Linked DNA regions of Sus scrofa: all the other regions are linked to region 1. A link is a contact called in public HiChIP or PLAC-seq data. All regions are on one chromosome and are shown on one strand. The core of a region is the stretch at or near the end of the contact, and the rest is flanking DNA. Distances in the headings are between cores, read along the strand shown.

Region 1 (3,078 bases), core at 483-2,982:
ATACAAAGTCTCAAAAGACTGGAGGGGCAAACCCTTCCTCTGACCTCTTCACCTCTGACGGGCCCCACGGGGCTCCCCCAACCTCCACGTTCCAAGAGCCTGGGCACTAAAATGTCACTGTGTGGCTCAGGGGCACCAAGGTCATAGGACCTCCTGCCTCCTACACTAACTCCCCCACTCAGAGTCTAAAATAGCTCTCTGCCGCACACCTGTCCCCACTGATAACCACCACCACAGGTCACCCCACCACCCTTTCCATCCAGAAATCCTGCCAACTCTTGCCTGAATCCTTGAGGCTCTGTGACATCTGCCCTCCTTAAAGTCTATAGTGCGGGATGGGAAATTCCCCTCGCACTTGGTTCTGTCCTTTCAGGACTTATTTATTAACTGCATTTCCCGGTAGACTTTACTCCTGGAGGGCCGGCCACAGAATAAGGAGAGAGCAGTCACCAACCCCAGCTCGGCCCCTTGGCCACTCTCTCCCTAGCCATGGTCTCCTCCTGGTAGAAGGAGGCACGTGGTGGGAAGATCTAAGGTCCGTTTTATTTCAGATTCCAAAATTTGAAAAGTCCACACAGGTTCCCAAGATACTACTGGAAAAAGCTAGTATTCCTCTACTGGCCTGTTAAAACAGGTGTCCCTGCTAACACAAGCTGTCCAAACCCTTGATTTTCAAAGAGTTTTGGACCAAAACTTATAGGGAGTGGCGAGGAAATGCTGTTTTCCATAAATTTTACGAGCCTGAATTTTTTTTTCCCCCCTATCCTTTCTCCTAGGAAGAAAGGAAAGAGATGAGGGTAGGGCGAGGACAGGAAACTGACCTGCCGAGTTTTGCTAAGTTCAGGAGCTCGGGATTCGCACCACTTGGGTTTCTCCTCTGGGCGTGAGAGGGTTCCCGGAGCCAGGGCCTCTCGAGCTGCGCCCCGCCGTGGGCTGGCCGTGTCCCCAGCGGCGACACCACCTGGAGCCTCGGGCACGTCCAGATGGCCAGGGCGGGCCGGACCCGCTGTCACCTGGCCCGGCCCCGCGGCCCCGCTCCCCCCGGGGCGGCCCTCGCTCCAGCCGGCATCTCTCCTCGGATTCCCGAGCCAAGCCTGGCCTCCGGGCGGTCACCGGGCCAGGCAGCGGAGGCACCTGCCTCGCCCGGGAAAATGCACGAGCCCGCAAGTCCCTTCTGCCACCACCCCGACCGGGACTTGCTGGAGAAATGCAGGAGAAAGGAAAACAAGCCCGAGGTAGGGCCGGGCCGGCCCGGCGTCTCCAACGAAACCCCCAACTGCGCTGCAGCCCCGAGCTGGGGCCGTGGGCCCAGCAGGGAGCGAGGTCCGGGCCCGGCCGCTGCGCCTGCCTGCCCGCCAGCTTCGCGCGCCCCTTACCCGTGAGCCGGCCGCCCCCCTCGCCATGCCCGCGGCGCCGCTGGAGGATGAAGTAGCAGCTGCTCTTCTGAGTCACCCAGAGCTTCAGGGCGTTCTTCAGCAGCACCTCCTCGGGCTTGAGCCACATCGCAGCGGTCCGGCCGCGCCCGCGGGCCCCGGCTCACATCGCCCCGGTCGCCGGGCCGAGCCCGATCGGGAGGAGTCGGCAAGGCGAGAGTGCGACCAACCGGCGCCCTGCGCTCGGGAGTCCCGGGAGCGCTGTAGGCGCAGCTCGCCCCTTGCAGCCCGCGCAGCCCGCGCGTCGGTCCCGCCCCTGGCCCGCCCGGGCCCCGCCCACGGAACCGCCCACCGGGCACCGGGCCACGCCCACCAGTCGCCCAGCGTCCACCCCGCCGGCTCCGGTGGCGCCGCCCGGTTTCCGAATCCCGGCGGCTCCCGCGCAGTTCCGGAGTGGAGGGAGGAAGTCCAGTCCCGGCGGCCAGGCTCCCCGCCTCTCTCGCTGAGGGCGCCAAGGCCCCTCTCCCCTCCTCCGTCCCTGCGAGGTCACAGCCCGGAGAGCTGGAGGAGGAGGTGATGGGGAAAAAGACATCTTGTCGCAGCTCCAGGTTTCCAGCCTAGGGAATTTATCTTTGGGGGGACAGAATGCGTGCCAGGAAACCGAGGTGTGTGTGGAATAACACAGCATTTAAAATAACAAGAAATATTTCTATAAATAATCGACAGATAGCATTCAAAATTAAAAACAATTATTTGCCTTTTTTTTTTTTTTTTTTAAGTGCTGAGCATACGTTTTCTTTGCTCCCACGAGGGATCCCACGAAGCTGCCGAAGAGGCAGCGATGTTGTGGGACCCTGAGGCGAGTGTCAGACCAAACTCAGCACTAGACGTGGACACCCATCCTGCACACAGAAGATGCTGATTTTAGGGCCCCTCCTGAGGATCCCCTACCCAGGAATGAAACCAGTCACATTGGTTCCCAGAGACGTGAAAAGCTGGGAAGTATGGAGGAGATGATAGTAAAAACTATAGGGATTGTGGAGGCAGAGTTTCAAAAATGAGATATTTCTTCAAAGTGTGGTGGACCTGACTTGGCTGCTGGCCTGAACGGGCTGGGGATCTCCATGAGCAGTCTCCTCAATTAAATCCAACATCCTAGGAAGAGAAAAAAAGAAACTCCATCCACCTGACGGTAGGGTTTCAACAAAAGGACCCCGGACAAAACATGACTATTAATTGGGACAAAACTGAAAAGTGGAAGCAAAGTAAAGCTCCCACCAGCCTCCCGGGAACTGAGCAGAAGCTCTTCAATGGAAGCCAAGGAACTTGTTTGCAGACGATCAGAGGGATCAGCTCAGAAACCTAGCCCTGACCTGACAGGTAAGAAGCCAGGTAAGATCCTGTACCCAGGAGGAACAGGACAGCCCACCCAGGGGGCAGAGGCATGTGTGGTCCAGAGCTACAGCCTTGAGGCACAACTGAGAAAGGAAGTCATCTGTTCTCAGGGAGATGTGGGTGCCCCAAGGGGTACAGAGAGTGGGCAGGGGTGGCTGAAAAATATTCCTTCCAGAAATGGTTGCTGGAAACTGCCCCTCCCCCCACTCTCTGCAGGCCCTGGAATTGCCGAGAGAAGGGGACTGAACATGGGCCCTGTCCTAAAGGACTCACAAGCAAGAGACCAGGCCCAAAGTGTCATGGGAGTCAT
Region 2 (3,205 bases), core at 49-2,548, 120 kb after region 1:
ACGTGAGAAAACAGTACCCCAACTTAAGGCCAGGTTTTCTGACTCCAGGTTTAGCATATTGACATGTTTTAGGAAAGCGAAGAAAGCCAGACCCTGGAATGCTCCTACTCCTGCTCCACCTGCCTCGGGGCGAGGCCGCCTGGCAAGGGACCCACGATTAGGAACCAGGAGACTTTCTATCCGTGAGAACCACCATCCTCCTCCAGTGGGTTTTAATTTCTTCCGTTCTTCCCACTGCCCTGCAGAAGACACTTCTCTTGACCTGAAGGACCCAGGGAGAAGATTTAATCTTGTTCGAAGGCTGGTCTCCCTCCTAAGAGCACCCGGGGTGTGTGGGGGGGGGTCACACCCAGTAAACCTAGAGCTTCCCCCGTGGTTCCCGACAGTGGGAGCCCATCGCTGTCCCGCCTCTAGCCCTCCTTGCTGCTGCCCCTCGGGGTAGGGTCTGAGGACCCGGCCTTCGGCCGGGACCGCGGCGCAGACACCCACTCCGTCCCCGCGCCCCGGCACCTCACCCGCGTGGGACATGGGCGAAGTGAAGTTCCCGTAGTGCTCCTCGTTGTACAGGACCACCGCCGAGGCGTTTCTTCGAGCCGCTGCCAAGACCTTGTCCTTGAAGGTGCAGCCCCCGCGCGCCACCAGCGCGACCCAAGGCGCGGCCCCTTGAACGCCGGGCACGAGGAAGCGCGTGTAGGGCTCGCAGCCCTCGGGGTCGCGGTCTTCCGCGCGCGGGACGCCCACCAGGCCGTGCGCGCCCTCCTTAGGCGAGCTGTCGCCGAAGCGGCCGCTTTCCGAGACGCTCCGCACGGTCCGGTTGGTCTGCGGGTCCACGTATTCGGTGCTCACCACCGCCGAGAACCACTCGAGTGCCCGGCCCCGGGCGCCGGGGGAGCACAGGGCCAGCGCTAGCAGCGCCAACGCGCCGCGGGCCTGGAGCCGCCGCCGCCGCCACGCCATGGCCCCTGCCGCCGGGCGACTCCCGGAGGGCCGGAGGGAGCGCGCGTACAAGGGCTCTGAGGAGAGCAGAGAAGCGGCCGCCGGCGGCCGAGCCCGGGAAAAGAGAGTCCGGGCGGCAGGCGGGGCCGCGGCGCACGCGCACCTGGAGGAGGGACGGGAGGGGCGCGGCGAGGGCGGGGCTGCGGCGCACGCGCACCTGGCGGAGCGGCGGAGGGGCGGGGGCGGGGCCTGGGCCAGTTCCTCCCCCCCTGCAGACCCCAGTGAGGTGCGCTCGGGCGGAGATCTTCCAGTGCTTGAGAGCGTCTCCACCTTTCTGCCGCTTGGAGGTCCCGGAACCCGGGGAGCCTGCGGACCAAGGCTCGGGTGTGAGCGAATGACGCGACAGTTTGCGCCAAGCCGCGTCACCCCGTGGCCAGTGGCCGAGTTTGTGCAACGGGACTTGTAGCACGCTGAACGAAGCCGGGGGAAGTGACCGCCGCAGAAACGGGAAGCTTCTTTGCTAACCGGCCGGAGGCGTGGGAGCGCTGTTGTGTAAAATCGCCGAACGGATGTTTATGAAGAATTTACTGTGCGAGGCACATGGCGAAGGCCTTGCTTATCTAAAACTTTGAAAATTAGTTTAGAAACTCCAAAGCTACACGTCTTTTCCAGATACTTTATGTTACCGATTTCAGTATTTTATGTATAATCTTTAGTATTGAAGTCATTGCATCGCACTACTTGTTCAGATGAGCACTTAAATGGTACAGCATTAAATATAAAAAGAAAATTTGTTGTTTGGAAATAAAAATCGGGTGATAGTGCACATGAAACTGCTCTGGAAAGGAAGTCTTAGCAGGAAAAGAGGTTTAGAACACTGATTTCTGACTGACTCATCTTCCTTTTTTGTACAAGGACCTGTAATCGCAGGAAGTAGGTTGCTACCACTCACATCAGGCGTTTTGTTGGGCCTTACACGCTCTCATGAGTCCTCTGTTGTTAAGCCTTTCTTGGACTGAGTGTTTTAAGATGCTGCTCCAAAATGCAGCCCACAACCCATAAGTTTTTCTTGAAATTGGATCTCCTCTCCCTTTCCCATTAGGAAACTAGTTTTCCAAAGGCTGAAAGGATCCCAGGGCTTGAGACCTTCTTCTTCTTGTCCCAGGCCTAGAATAGGGAGATCAGTTATGCTGGTCATGGCAGGCTAGGAAATGGCCAAGGACAGCCATGATTTGCTGTAGCAAAACAAATACTTGTAGTTTCCAGAAGAGGCCTTTGCAGTTTCATGCTACATCTGGCACAATCATTTCCTACTTTCTGAAATCAACCTGCTCCTGGCTCTTGTCCTGGCAAACACCAACTTCAATTTCAAGGTTTAACTCCAAAGCTATTTCTTCTGTGAAACCTTCCCCAGTTCCTAAAAGCAAACTTGGGTGCTCCTAATTTGCACGTTGCTTGTGTATGTTATGCTTATGCATAATGAGGTGCCAGCACTACTGCTTTCTAAATACAGTTTTTAGTCTTCAACTACTTGAGTTTCTTCAAGGCCGGGATTGTCTTTGCTGTTTTTCTGAGTCCACCTTAGCTAGCAGACATCATGTGTGTAATCCATGTTCGTTAAATAAGCGAAATAGCTCTTTTTCTACCCATTAAGACGCACGATTACTTACAGGTTTGTTGCTCAGAGACGCTCACAGGCTAATAGAAACAGGCCTGCAGCTGCTGAGCCCTTAGACTCACACCCAAGTCTTGGCTTTTATTTTTTCACTATCAGCTACAGGCCTCAGCTAGTCACCACCCTCATCCTAACCCCCACCTCCCTCCAAAGCTGTGGTCACTGGCTCAAACCCTAGGGCCTTCAGACTTACAGAAGTTGCCCCTCAGTCTTTTCAGTTCCCCTTCCCTGCCATCCACAAGAAAAGCTGACAGGACTTACCTGACCACACTCTTGTTTTCAGGGGGAGTGGGGTAGGGTGAGGCAAGTATCATTATCTTTTCCCTTTTAAAAACAAAAAAAAAATTTTTTTGAGGGCCTTACCCACAGCATATGGAAGTTCCTGGCTTAGGGGTCGAATCCGAGCTGCAGCTGCCAGCCTACACCACAGCTACAGCAACTCAGAATCCTTAACCCATTGAACAAGGTCAGGGATCAAACCCCAATCCTCATGGATACTAGTTGGGTTCATTCCCGCTGAGCCCCAATGGGAACTCCAAAAACAATTTTTACATTTATTTTTTATACAATTTTGAAAGGTTACTTTCTATTTAC
Region 3 (3,005 bases), core at 439-2,938, 120 kb before region 1:
GGTTGCGAGCTGGACCCCTGGCCTAGCTTAGTGGGTCAAGGATCTGGCGTTGCCGTGAGCTGTGGTGTAGGTAGAAGACATGGCTTGGATCTGGCATTGCTGTGGCTCTGTCATAGGCCGGTATCAACAGCTCCAATTAGACCCCTAGCCTGGGGACCTCCATATGCCGCGCGGGTGTGGCCCTAAAAAGACAAAAGGCAAAAAATGAAAACAAGGATGCTCACTCTTGCAACCTTTATTCCACATTTATTGTATGTGTGAGTCAGAACAATTAAGAAAGAAAAGGATCATAGTGGGAACGAAGAGGTAAAACTGTCACTATTCACAGATGACATGATACCACATATAGAAAATCTTAAAAGCACCATCAGAAGACTCTTAGAATAAATGAATTCAGTAAAGTTGTGTACACATATACATGCACACGATGGAATCCTGCTCAGCCATCAAAAAAAAAAAAAAAAAAAAAAAAAAAGGAAGGAAATTCAGAGTTCCAGTTCCAGTTGTGGTTCAGTAGCAATGAACCCGACTAGTAACCATGAGGACGCGGGTTCAATCCCTGGCCTCACTCAGTGGGTTAAGGATCTGATGTTGCTGTGAGCTGTGGTGTAGGTCACAGACATGGCTCAGATCCTGCATTGCTGCGGCGTAGGCCGGCAACTGCAGCTCTGATTCAACCCCTAACTTGGGAGCTTTGATATGCCGCAGGTACGGATTTAAAAAAAGACCAAAAAAAATTAAAAAATAAAATGAGATACTTAAAATCTGTCATTAGCCACCCCAATCAAACTAGACACACGTGTTGCCTCAAGTTGAATAAATTTAAAACGAGAAGAAAGGGTTGTGCACAAAGCGGATTTATGTCAAGACAGAACAGAGCCTGACTTTTCTACTTGGAATTTCTTACCTGGAGGGATATGAAGCCTGTATAACAGCTTGATTTTCTCATTCATTTCTCCGTTATACATGATATCTGCAAAATTTTTAAAAAGAGAGAGACTGACTAGATGCAAATGATTAAAGTCTATGTGTCATGACACAAAGTCACTGTGGGGAGAGGGGTGAGGTCAATGCTCAATTGACCTGACATCCACCCCTGCCCCAGACACACTGAGTTTGAAAGGAAAACAAGAAGGGTGGTGACTGATTGGAGACTGGATAACCTTGGGAACTTTGGCCTCATGACTTCTGGAAGATTTTAATTGTAGCTGCAAAAGTTAAGAACGTGTCTCCTAACAAGCCACCACCACACCCGGGAGGTCAGTGACCTTGGATGTGGAGAGCCTGGGCCCCTGCCCCACCCGCCTTGGGCAGCCTATAAAAGTGGTCATGAGAGGAGCCTGCAAAGGGACTGTTAAAAATCACAAAATCACATCAGACTAGACACAAATCCACCTCCCTGAGTGGCCGTGCCTGCTTCATCACTCGCCCAATGAACTTGCTGCAGTAAAGACCCAGAGTCATACCCAGACAGCTCACGAAGGCTTTGAATTCAATAAGGTGGTCCATGTTGTCGTCCAGGAGCCTGAAAGTCCTCTCGGCCAGGATGTCTGTGTGGGCCCCACAGGTCCACGGCGAGACGAGCTGAAACAGGCGTGCAAACTGCCGGGCGTCTATGCGGTACTGCTCTGCGTAGGGCCTGCTGGGGTCGTGGCGCAGGGCCAGAGGTCCAGGCTGCTCCCAGTAGCAGCTCATCATGTGTTCTCGCTGAGGGGGAGGGGGAAGGGCTGTGAGGGCGGCACCTGGGCGAGGCCCAGGCTTAAGAGGCCTTCCTGCCTCAATTACTCTGCCTGCTAAAATTGTTACCACTGAGTAAGCAACATCACAACAAATAAAAACATTATCTCACCCTCTCACCACTCCAACCAGATGTGTACTTTTCCCTATTACCCTGTAGTCTATGCCTACACGAATATGTTAATTTTGACATTTTTTTCTTTTAATTAAGGTTTCTTTTGTTTTTTCATTGTAGCAAGATGCACACACCAAAATTTATCATTTTAACAATTTTTAAATGTACAGCTTGGCTGCTATAGTTTGAATTATAGAAGTCACATAATTTCTACTCTGCTATTTTCACTTAAGATCCTATTATTTGAAAGTCAAAAAGTACTGACAAATCTATAGGACACAGAAGAAACTATTAACACTGGTCCCCTGTTGGGACAGAAATAGGGGCAGAGATTCAGATGAGGAAGTGAGCCTTTTTACTGCATGTTTTTTTTTTTAATATGTTGTGAATTTTGAACCATATCAATAGGTTAAAAATTCAAAAATTTAAAAAACAGAGGCAGTTTGAAGTCTTGGGAAGAGACTGAAAACTAAAGCAGTCAAAACTGGCCCTGTCACCTAGGACCAGATCAGCCTCTCTTTTTTTTTTTTTTTTTTTTTTTTTTTTGGTTGGTCTTTTGTCTTTTTAGGGCTCCACCCGTGGCATATGGAGGTTCCCAGGCTAGGGGTCGAATCAGAGCTACAGCTGCTGGTCTTTACCACTGTTGGAGACCACTGAACTGCTGAACTCTGCAGAAGGCAAACTTGGAGCATGTGCAAAAGCACAAGAAGCTAACACGCAGAATTCTAAGGTACAGGGTCTCCTTCAAAGACAAGCTAAGGGAGTTATGCATTAACCATGAGCAGCTGCATTATGCCCTAGAGGTATGCACCTGTAACTAGTTTCTTTGTTATTCACTAAGAGATCGCTTTGTCATTGCCTGCACCTGATTTTGCTCATTACCTCTTCCCTAATAAAAGTCATGAGGGCTAAAGCCTAGGTGCCTTTGTTCTGCAGAACAGAGTGCCTCCTGGTCCCTCACTTTCTAAATGTAAAACAGTCTTGTGGAGTTCCCGACGTGGCGCAGTGGTTAACGAATCCGACTAGGAACCATGAGGTTGCGGGTTCGGTCCCTGCCCTTGCTCAGTGGGTTAATGATCTGGCGTTGCCGTGAGCTGTGGTGTAGGTTGCAGACGCGGCTCGGATCCCGCGTTGCTGTGGCTCTGGCGTAGGC

What was found. HiChIP or PLAC-seq counts read pairs in DNA pulled down with a chosen protein or histone mark.
Region 2: an H3K27ac HiChIP or PLAC-seq map of alveolar macrophages shows a contact between it and region 1. The contact joins the promoter of RNF149 here to the promoter of TBC1D8 in region 1. A contact is called at or near these places in 4 of 47 Hi-C or Micro-C datasets (alveolar macrophages, heart right ventricle, liver and 1 more) and 1 of 2 datasets of contacts at active chromatin or transcription factors (alveolar macrophages).
Region 3: a contact with region 1 is called in an H3K27ac HiChIP or PLAC-seq map of skeletal muscle. The contact joins the enhancer-like site here to the promoter of TBC1D8 in region 1. A contact is called at or near these places in 1 of 5 promoter capture datasets (liver), 7 of 47 Hi-C or Micro-C datasets (alveolar macrophages, embryonic fibroblasts, heart right ventricle and 3 more) and 1 of 2 datasets of contacts at active chromatin or transcription factors (skeletal muscle).

The regions. Positions count from the first base shown.
Region 1 is chr3:53,147,713-53,150,790 of Sscrofa11.1, reverse strand. TBC1D8 (TBC1 domain family member 8) reads right to left here and starts at 1,732. Exons shown (of 20, transcript XM_021087166.1): 1 at 1,377-1,732. The coding sequence starts at 1,503.
Region 2 is chr3:53,030,525-53,033,729 of Sscrofa11.1, reverse strand. It overlaps RNF149 (E3 ubiquitin-protein ligase RNF149), which reads right to left and starts at 1,298. Exons shown (of 9, transcript XM_013995949.2): 1 at 516-1,298. The coding sequence starts at 957.
Region 3 is chr3:53,268,829-53,271,833 of Sscrofa11.1, reverse strand. It overlaps TBC1D8 (TBC1 domain family member 8), which reads right to left. Exons shown (of 20, transcript XM_021087166.1): 16 at 1,467-1,707; 17 at 908-973. Among named protein-coding and RNA genes, the nearest start is that of RPL31, 25 kb to the left of the region's middle. Within about 2 kb of position 1,688, at least 6 of the 83 cell types and tissues checked have an H3K27ac peak or open chromatin away from gene starts, as enhancers often do. A contact at or near this core is called in skeletal muscle, where this site is marked.